Linked DNA regions of Sus scrofa: region 1 is linked to region 2. Evidence: chromatin contacts called from public Hi-C data. All regions are on one chromosome and are shown on one strand. The core of a region is the stretch at or near the end of the contact, and the rest is flanking DNA. Distances in the headings are between cores, read along the strand shown. Region 1 holds the start of ASF1B (anti-silencing function 1B histone chaperone). Region 2 holds the start of PKN1 (serine/threonine-protein kinase N1).

What was found. Hi-C and Micro-C count contacts between places; a contact is called where the count stands out from the background.
Region 1: a Hi-C map of liver shows a contact between it and region 2, with 3 times the contacts expected there. The contact joins the promoter of ASF1B here to the promoter of PKN1 in region 2. A contact is called at or near these places in 2 of 5 promoter capture datasets (fetal liver and fetal skeletal muscle), 2 of 47 Hi-C or Micro-C datasets (liver and skeletal muscle) and 1 of 2 datasets of contacts at active chromatin or transcription factors (alveolar macrophages).

Annotation. Positions count from the first base shown.
Region 1 is chr2:65,060,750-65,064,900 of Sscrofa11.1, reverse strand. It overlaps ASF1B (anti-silencing function 1B histone chaperone), which reads right to left and starts at 1,715. Exons shown (of 4, transcript NM_001137625.1): 1 at 1,516-1,715. The coding sequence starts at 1,624.
Region 2 is chr2:64,822,408-64,826,521 of Sscrofa11.1, reverse strand. PKN1 (serine/threonine-protein kinase N1) reads left to right here and starts at 1,570. Exons shown (of 22, transcript XM_005661233.3): 1 at 1,570-1,797. The coding sequence starts at 1,777.

The DNA of each region.
Region 1 (4,151 bases), core at 466-2,965, 240 kb before region 2:
TAGGAGTAAATGTACTAGATAATGACCATGCAACCATGTTTAACCCCGAGGATCACAAACAGACATACTGAAACTCAATCTTCTGCCATCTGGCTCTGTGAATCCCTTAACCTATTAGCTCCTTACATCTCCTCCTAGCTTTAAAATGAAATCTTATTCCACAGGGTGATTCTTCACTTTATTTATTTACACTGTCTTGTTCCAGAAAGGATTTAACTGGGCTTATACTATAGTCACAAGTAGATTCCTTAATTTAGAAAGGAGAGAAACAGGGAAGATTGATCCATTGGCCCAGTCTAAGCACACACACACACATATATCAAAAGGGTTATCAACTCCAGGCTAGACCAAGTGGCTAATTTGCATGCAAAGCACACACCTACCACTGAGAGGTGCTAGTTAGCACACCCTGGCCTCACAGATCTCCACCTCCTTAGCCGCTGCCTCTTAACCACTAAGTGGAGAAGAGGTCTAATGGAGTACTTTCTCCCGAAAGTGGTGCCAAAACTCTCTGAATGACCTTAGATTTTTTTTTGATTTTTATAGAAGTACAAAAAAGGTGTTTTACTCTTTGTGGATCCCATGCTCTCATCTGTGAGATGAGAGTCATGTCCACCTTTGTCACACAGATGAATAAGTACATCTATAAAAGCGCCTTGAAAAAGATGCACAAAAGGTTGTGACCTCTGAGCTGATTGAAGCCAGATACCTTCATGGCTCAGCCTGGCATACCCACCCTCCAGATTAGGTCAGACCATCAAAAGTGGGGGAGAATTGCTACAGTAAGTCAGCAGGAATCTGGCAGGCAAATGGTAAGAACCAACTTATGCTTGTTTGGCCATGCTTCCCCAGGTAGAGCATCAGCAAGCAGGGAGGAGATTATGGGAAGACAGATGGGAAGATGGGGGTGAGTGAGGTCTTGTCACAGGGGGAGAGGGTCTTCATTGGGAAAATGGAACAGGGGGCTGAAGTTGCCATATAGGAAAGGGGCGGGAGCTGGGGTTTCCATAAGGAAAATGGGAGGGTGCTGAGGTTTCCATAGGGAAATTGGGAGGGGGCTTGGATTTCCATAGGAGAAATTCGAGGGGGCTGGAGGTTGGGGTTTCCATAGGAAAAAAGTGAGATGGGAGTGCCTCACCACAGGGGACAGCCTTTTGGTGGGGAGGACTGAATGGCTGGAATGGCGGCTTGCCCCTAAATAGTAGGTAGGTAGGGGCAGTCTCTTGCTACAGGAAAGTCAGGGTGGCTGACGGTCTCTACCTAGAAAACGGGTACCCAAGAGGAGAGCTACAGGAAAAAGAGGGGGATAATGAGGTTTTCACGGGGGAAAACGCGAGTAACCATAGGGGTACGGTGAAGGGGTAGTTTCCCAAAGGGGAGGTTAAGGCTGGGGGTGGGTGTTGGTTTACGGGAAATCAGATTTGGGGGAGAGGGGGTGTTTCACAGGGTTGTCTCCAAGGGGAGGGTCGGGGCGGCCCAGGGGAGGGGGGTCGCTCCACGCAGGCCCAGTCTCACCGTCCGTCAGGGCCTCATTGCACTCGAAGCTGATCTCGAACCGGAAGGGGCTGTGGAAAGGGCTCGGATTCTCCAGAACAGCCACGTTCAGCACCGACACCTTAGCCATTGCCTCGTCGGGCCGAGGCTGAAGCCAGAGCTGGGGCCAAGACTACGTTTGGGTCTTGTCAGGTCAGCAGAACAGCGTTACCCAAAACTGCTCGCGCCTCCTCCGATCGCGGTCTGAAGAGCTAATCTTCTTCGCGCGCCTCCTTCAAATAGCCGGCCCCACCCTCCAGCCAATCACCGTCAACGCTCCCTGGCGGCGCGAGCGCCCCCCCAGCCAATCCTGGAGCGTCGGTAGGCAAGCGCCGAGACTCCCGAGACCAATCGGTGGAGCTCCCTCTTCTGGATGCGGGAGGGAGGCGGGACAGTCTCTTGGCTTCTTTGGGAGTCCGCCGGGAACCAATCCCTAGAGTCTCCGACTCGAATGTCAAGGGCGGGGTGGGCGGGGTCAAAACGCAGGGCTCTTCTTGGCCAATCCCGAGGGTCCCCGCACTAGCGCTGTCCGGACTTAGCCCCGCCCTTCCGGGAGGTGCTTCCAGCCGCGGGCAGCGCCGCCAACCGTCAATTGGTGGCGCGCGGCGCTCGCCAAATCCCCTCTTAAAGTGCGGGAAGGGCGGTGCTTGACCTGCGGTGATTGGCAGGCAGGGGTGGGGCGGGAATAAAGCCGATTCTCTGAGAGTTTATTGGCTGAGTTGACCTTGGGGGGCGGGAGGAAATAAGACTCGGTGGGGGATTCGTAGGAGTGGAGCGGAAGTCGACTGCCGGCGCTGTTGAGCGGGGTGTAAGAAGAGAAAGGAAGAGCGTTTGCGGCTCTGGAGTCTCAGCAGGTGAGCGTTGCCGGAAGTTTCTCTATGGGTCTCCTGGCCCTTCAGGCCCAGCGGCCCGGGAGTCCGTTGTGAACGTTGTGAACGTTTAACCCATCCCTGAAGGGAGACGGTGTGACAGTAACGGGGCTCACGGGGGCCTGGGTCGCGGGAGTCGGGCTTGGTTCGAATCCGGCTTTTTCCCCTTCGAGAGCCTCTGGGGAGGTTTCAGGTAGACACGCTGTAAATGAGAGTTCGAGTCCGGCCTCTTCCACTTACCTCTCGAGGCCACCCTTCCCCGCGCGTTGAACAGGGTCATGAAAATTTACTGGCAGGATTTATGACTGCATAATACATCTAGAAACTTTACTCCCACACTGGGGCTGGAGCGCCGTCGCCCCCTGTCTGGAAGACTGTAGGGACATCCGCACTCACTCCCTGCTTCCACCTGTGACAGCGCACCTAGTTTTACACTTTTCTGAAGTTAACCACGTTTTTTAAAAAAGTTTAAAAAGTTAATTTTAACATACTCTTAAATATATTAAAATTTAGCTGAAACACCTTTTCAGCATATGTTCAGTATTAAAAAATACAACACAGGTAGCTTACATTTTGTTACTCAGCACGAAGCTGTTGAAATCCTTTATTTTACTTAACAACACGTCTGTGATCTGGACGCTACATTTTCACTGAAAATTAGCTTAGATTTCATAAAATTTACAGCTGTATTGTAGACTCATATGCCCACGCTGTTCCCAGCAAGCTTAAAAGTTTCCCATGAGTTAGATCTCATGTCGGTTTTATTTATTTTTTTAATTGTATTTTTTTTTTTTGTCTTTTTTTTTTGCTATTTCTTGGGCCACTCCCGCGGTATATGGAGGTTCCCAGGCTAGGGGTCTAATCGGAGCTGTAGCCACCGGCCTACGCCAGAGCCACAGCAACGCAGGATCTGAGCCGTGTCTGCAACCTACACCACAGCTCACGGCAATGCCGGATCGTTCGTTAACCCACTGAGCAAGGGCAGGGACCGAACCCGCAACTTCATGGTTCACTAGTCGGATTCGTTAACCACTGCGCCACGACGGAAACTCCTCATGTCGGTTTTAAATTGAAATGTTAGTTGATGAAAGTTAGGTGATATGAAATGTTCCTTTTCACAGTGGCACTAAACACATTTCAGATGTTCATGATCCTCTGTGGCCACTGTGTTATTGGACAGCAGCAGGTCTGAAATAAATTGGATCAGTCACCTCTCTGCTTAGTATGTGAATGGTTTTCTGTTTTCAGTGTGAGAGTACTGTCTTCAAGACTCTTCATGCTTTGTTTCTTACTACCCACCCAGCCGCAACTTGAGTCCAGCCAAACTGACCCTCTTTTTGTTCCATAAAAATCTGACATGACTCTCCCACCTCTTTTTCAGCTCTTGGCATGGCTGGTGCCTTCTTGTTATTCAGATCTCTGCTCAAATGTCTTCTCTGAGTTGAAACCTTTCCAAGGGTCCTCTGAACAGTGTTCAAACTCAAGAGAATGTAAGTCTGAACAGTACTGTTTCAAGCCCAAGCTTTTCTTATCCATGCTCCTCTGTGGCCTCATGATGCTAGACATTTATTTGTATCTACACCTCACATTAAGTTAAAACAAAAAAAAATTTTTTTTTCATTGCAAGGACTTTTTCCCCATTGAAACAATTTAGCTGCAAGAAAATTCACATTATTATTGGCTGTGATTTCTTGGCAGTCTTTGGGCATACTTGGGAACTTTTGTGACTTGAGAAAATCTAATTTTCAA
Region 2 (4,114 bases), core at 321-2,820:
GCTGGAGAATCAGAAGAAAACAAGCAAGCACCATAAACATCCTGACTTCATAAATGGAGTGAGAGGCTTCTCTCTGAGCCTCAGTTTCCTCATATTTAAATCAAGAGCAAAAGAACTAGCTCGAAAGTTTCTTTAATTTAGTGGATTAAAAATTCGAGGAATTGCTAGGAAGCAGGTGTGGCTGGAGGGAGTGAGCAAGAGGTAGAGGTGGGAGAAGAGAGGGGGGAGCTGAAGGGGGCAGATTGCGCAGGGCCTTGTGGGCTGCAGGTAGGACTTCGCTTTTACTCTGAGGAAGGTGGGAGCCAAAGAGGGATCTAGGCAGAAGAGGGACATGGCCTGACTCAGGCATTCATAGGCGTCCTAGGGCTTTATGGGGACGGAGGGAGGCTCTGTGTGAGAGGAGGCGACTGCACTGGTCCAGGTGAACAACAATGAGGACCGAACCTTTAGAGACGGTGTAAGTGTGAGAAGTGGTTGGATTCTAGTTGGTATAATTTCTCCTCCTCCTCTGTTAACCATTACCACCACCCAGTCTCAAAGAGTCGCCCAAGGTAAGAAGGGAAAGAGAAAACATCGCGCCCGGATCTCTGGGACAATGCGAACCAAGCACAGCTTCGAGTAACCAAGGTACCAGCAGCCCTCCGTGCTCCTGCGTGTCCCAGGAGGACACCCATGCTGAGGCGCCGCCAGGGAGCGCTCCCCGCCCCGCGCCCCAGGGATCGTGACTTGGCTCCGTCAACCGGGTCTGAAAGGGAGTGCAGGGTCGGCCAGAAGCCAAGCTGCACGCTCCAGGTACTCCAGGAGACCCTAGCGAAGCTCCTCAACGGTCTCCACCCTCTGCCTCCGCTGGGGCTCGAATGTGCTTTGTGGAGAGCCACCTGCATGCAGAAGCCCCAGAGAGGCTGGTCCCCATTTTACAACAGGGAGAAGTGAGGCTCAGCGGCCGGAGGGCCCACAAGTCAGTGACGGAGTTAGGGTTCAATTCTCTTTTCATAACAAAGGCAAAATATTAAAATCACAGCAGCTAACCTTTCTTAACCACCTACTGTGCTCCCAGCACTTGGCATGTACTGTCTTAATGCTATCGACATCTAAGGAATGGGTAGCTAAATCCTTCCCGTTTCACAAACGTTGCTCTCAGGGTTTTCGGACTCCCCCAAGGCACTGGGCACTGGGATTCGGAGCTAGGTCTGCCCAAATCTTGTCTTCAGCCCTATGGGGAAGCTCCAATGCCCTTGAATGTCCAGTCCAAGAGGCCTGAACTTGCAACACAGAGGGGGATAAATTGTTTTTGTTTTTTGAGAGGCCCAGAGAGGCCCAAAGGCCTCCACCGCTCCCCGCTTTAACGTGGCTCACTCTTTTCTTAGGTTTCCCCCGCGCTCAAATGGGGGATCGGTGGGCAGCGAGAGGATCCAGAAAGGGGAAAAAGCGGGGGAAGCAGACAAAGTACTTTCGGCAGATGAGGGGAGGTGTCCGGCAGGCAGGACCCCGCAGCCCCAGGGGCCGCCGGGAGCCGCACCCCCTCGGCCCCGCCCCCTCCCCGGGCGCCGACCTCCGCGGTCACGTGACCCGGCCCGGCGGCCGCTGGGGCCGGAGGGCGCGGCGCGCGGACGCGGCGGCCTGGCCAGGCGGGGCCCGAGCAAAGCAGGCCTGAGCCGGCTGTGCGCCGGGGGGTCGCGCCGCGCCCGCCCCCTCCCCGCCCCGCGCGGGGCGCACGCGCGCTCCTCTCACCGCCCCTCCCTCCGCGCGGGGACCCCTGGCGGGTGGCGCGTGGACATGGCCAGCGACGCTGTGCAGGTAGGCGCACCTGCGACCGCAGCCGCCTGGCGGCCAGCGGGCACTAGGGACCCCCGACCGCACGCTCCCGGGGCCCCCGGGATGGGGCAGTAAGGGCGGCCTCCCTCCCCCTCACCTCGCCCCCGAGCGCTGGGCGCTTTCTCCCTGGGCCGGCACGGTGGGGCTCCCACAGTCTCCTCCGCAGGTGGAGGTCCTCACAGAGGGGGCAGCGGGGAGGTCCCACAGCATCCTCAAGCTCCTCCCTTCCCCGAGAATTAGAGGGGGCGCGGCAGAGGCTCCATTTCGGGTGTCTGTGGCCGGCTGTGCATCCTGGTGCCTGGTGCCCCCTGCCACTTGTTCTCCCTCCTCAGCGTTCGGTTCCAGACAGGTGCCGCTCCACCTGGGCAGGTGTCTGGCATTGTGCCCCTGGAGAGGAGGAGGCTGCCCGGCCCATTCCCCTCCCCTACACAACAAAGCTCCAGTGGCCCCAGCTTCCAGACAGAGCTTTATGATGGTCCCGACGCCACCCAGATTGGCACCTGTTGGCGGAAGTGCCTGGGTCGCCTCATTAGATCGCAGAATGGGGAACTCACCCAGCCAGCCTTCTGGCTGCCAGGTGGAACCTTATCCCAGGTGGGGAATGTCCAGGTCCAGACTGGGGATTTTCTTATACCTGGAATCTGACCTGAGCATGGGTGGCAGGGTTGGATCACCCCTGCAAACACACAAATATACAGACACAGAGGCACAGGTGACCAGCACCAACCTGCTGCCCCAGCCAGCTTCTCCTTGTGCCACCTTGTGGACATCACAGCCCTGGACTCACCTTCTCCATCTTTAACAATCAGGGCCAGGGTGACTTCTGACCTTCTTTGGTTCAGTGACCCAAATCTGAGACGTCTTCTACCTCTGGTGCTCCTATTAGTGCCTCAACATCCCTCCATCGTCCTGTGGTTGCTGTGTAACTGGGTTCTCGTCTCCTTCTGCACCTGCCCCCATATCCCTCCGTGTCTCTCCCCCCATGACCCCCTGTGCCCCCACCCCAGTCCTGCTGATGGCCTGCCAGCCTTGCCGAGGAGCTGGGCGTATCTGGTGTTGCAGATCACACAAGGTCAGATCTTGGGGCTGGGGAGGGCCGGGGTCCCTGCCTCTACCCCTCAGCTCTGGGAGAGCTGTTTAGGAATCCCCTGGCGCATGCATGCGCTTGGCGTGTAGCAGACATGACCCAGACAGAAGCTATAATTCCTGGAACGAGGCCGGACCTGTGCCCTGGTCCCCTTTCCCATGTCCTGCCTGCTCTCCCCCACCCCCACCCCCGTCCTGATCATCCCTTTCTTGTGGCTGCTTGGGTCTGCCAATCTGTCCCTCTGTCTGTCCCAGTGTGTGCCTGTCTGTTCTGTGTCCGGCGAACGGATGTCCTGTCCAGATTCCGGAAACGCCCAAAGCATTGAAATCTCCGGACATGGGGTCTAGGTCCCTGGCCACTCTGGGAAGAGAGGAATTCTGGGAGGTGGGCCCTCTGGACCTGAGATCTCCTGCTTTATGTTGGAAGTTGGGGGAGCAGGGATTCTTCAAGGCCAGGCCAGACTTCTGGTTCATAGGTTCATTTTGCTGGCCCTCAGGTGACCCCTGCCCTGGGTAGGAGTGAGTCACCTAAGGGAGGAGAACCCAGGAGGCTGGGCTTCCCTCCCTCCCTGCTCTGCATATTCTCAGGCCTCAGCTGCCAAAGGAGGTGGGGTTGAGGGAGCCTGCTCCTCCTCTAGGCCTGGACTTCCCCCAGCTGAGCTGGCCCTGCTCCTGGCTGTACCTCTGCTCTGCCTGCTGGGGACAGGGTGGGGCTGGGTGGCAGGCGGGGTCTGGTTGGTAGAGGACCGTATGAGGTGAGCTGGGTTTAAACTGCAGAACTGTCACTTTTTCACGATATGTCCTCGGCCCAGAGCCTCTTCCTCTCTGAGCCGTGGTTCTGCCAGCAGAAAAATGGGGCCAAGAGTGTTTTTACCGTGGGGAAAGACATAGACCAGGCCAGCACGTCTACCAGTGGGACTACTGTGACATCCTTCCTGGTCATGTTCAGCAGCTCAGGGTGTGAGTTTTTGTCCTTTAATCCAGGGTTGTCTAAGCCTCCATACTATTGACATTTGGGGCTGAATCATTCTTTGAGGTGGGGCTGTCTTGCGTACAGTAGAATGCCGAGCAGCATCATTCTGCTGCTCAACCCAGTAGATGCCAGTCGCACCCCTAGTTGTGATAACCAACCAAAAATGTCTCTGAATGTTGCCAGATGTCCCCAAAAGTTGGGTGGTGGTGGTAAAATCCCTTCCTCCATTGAGAACTGAAG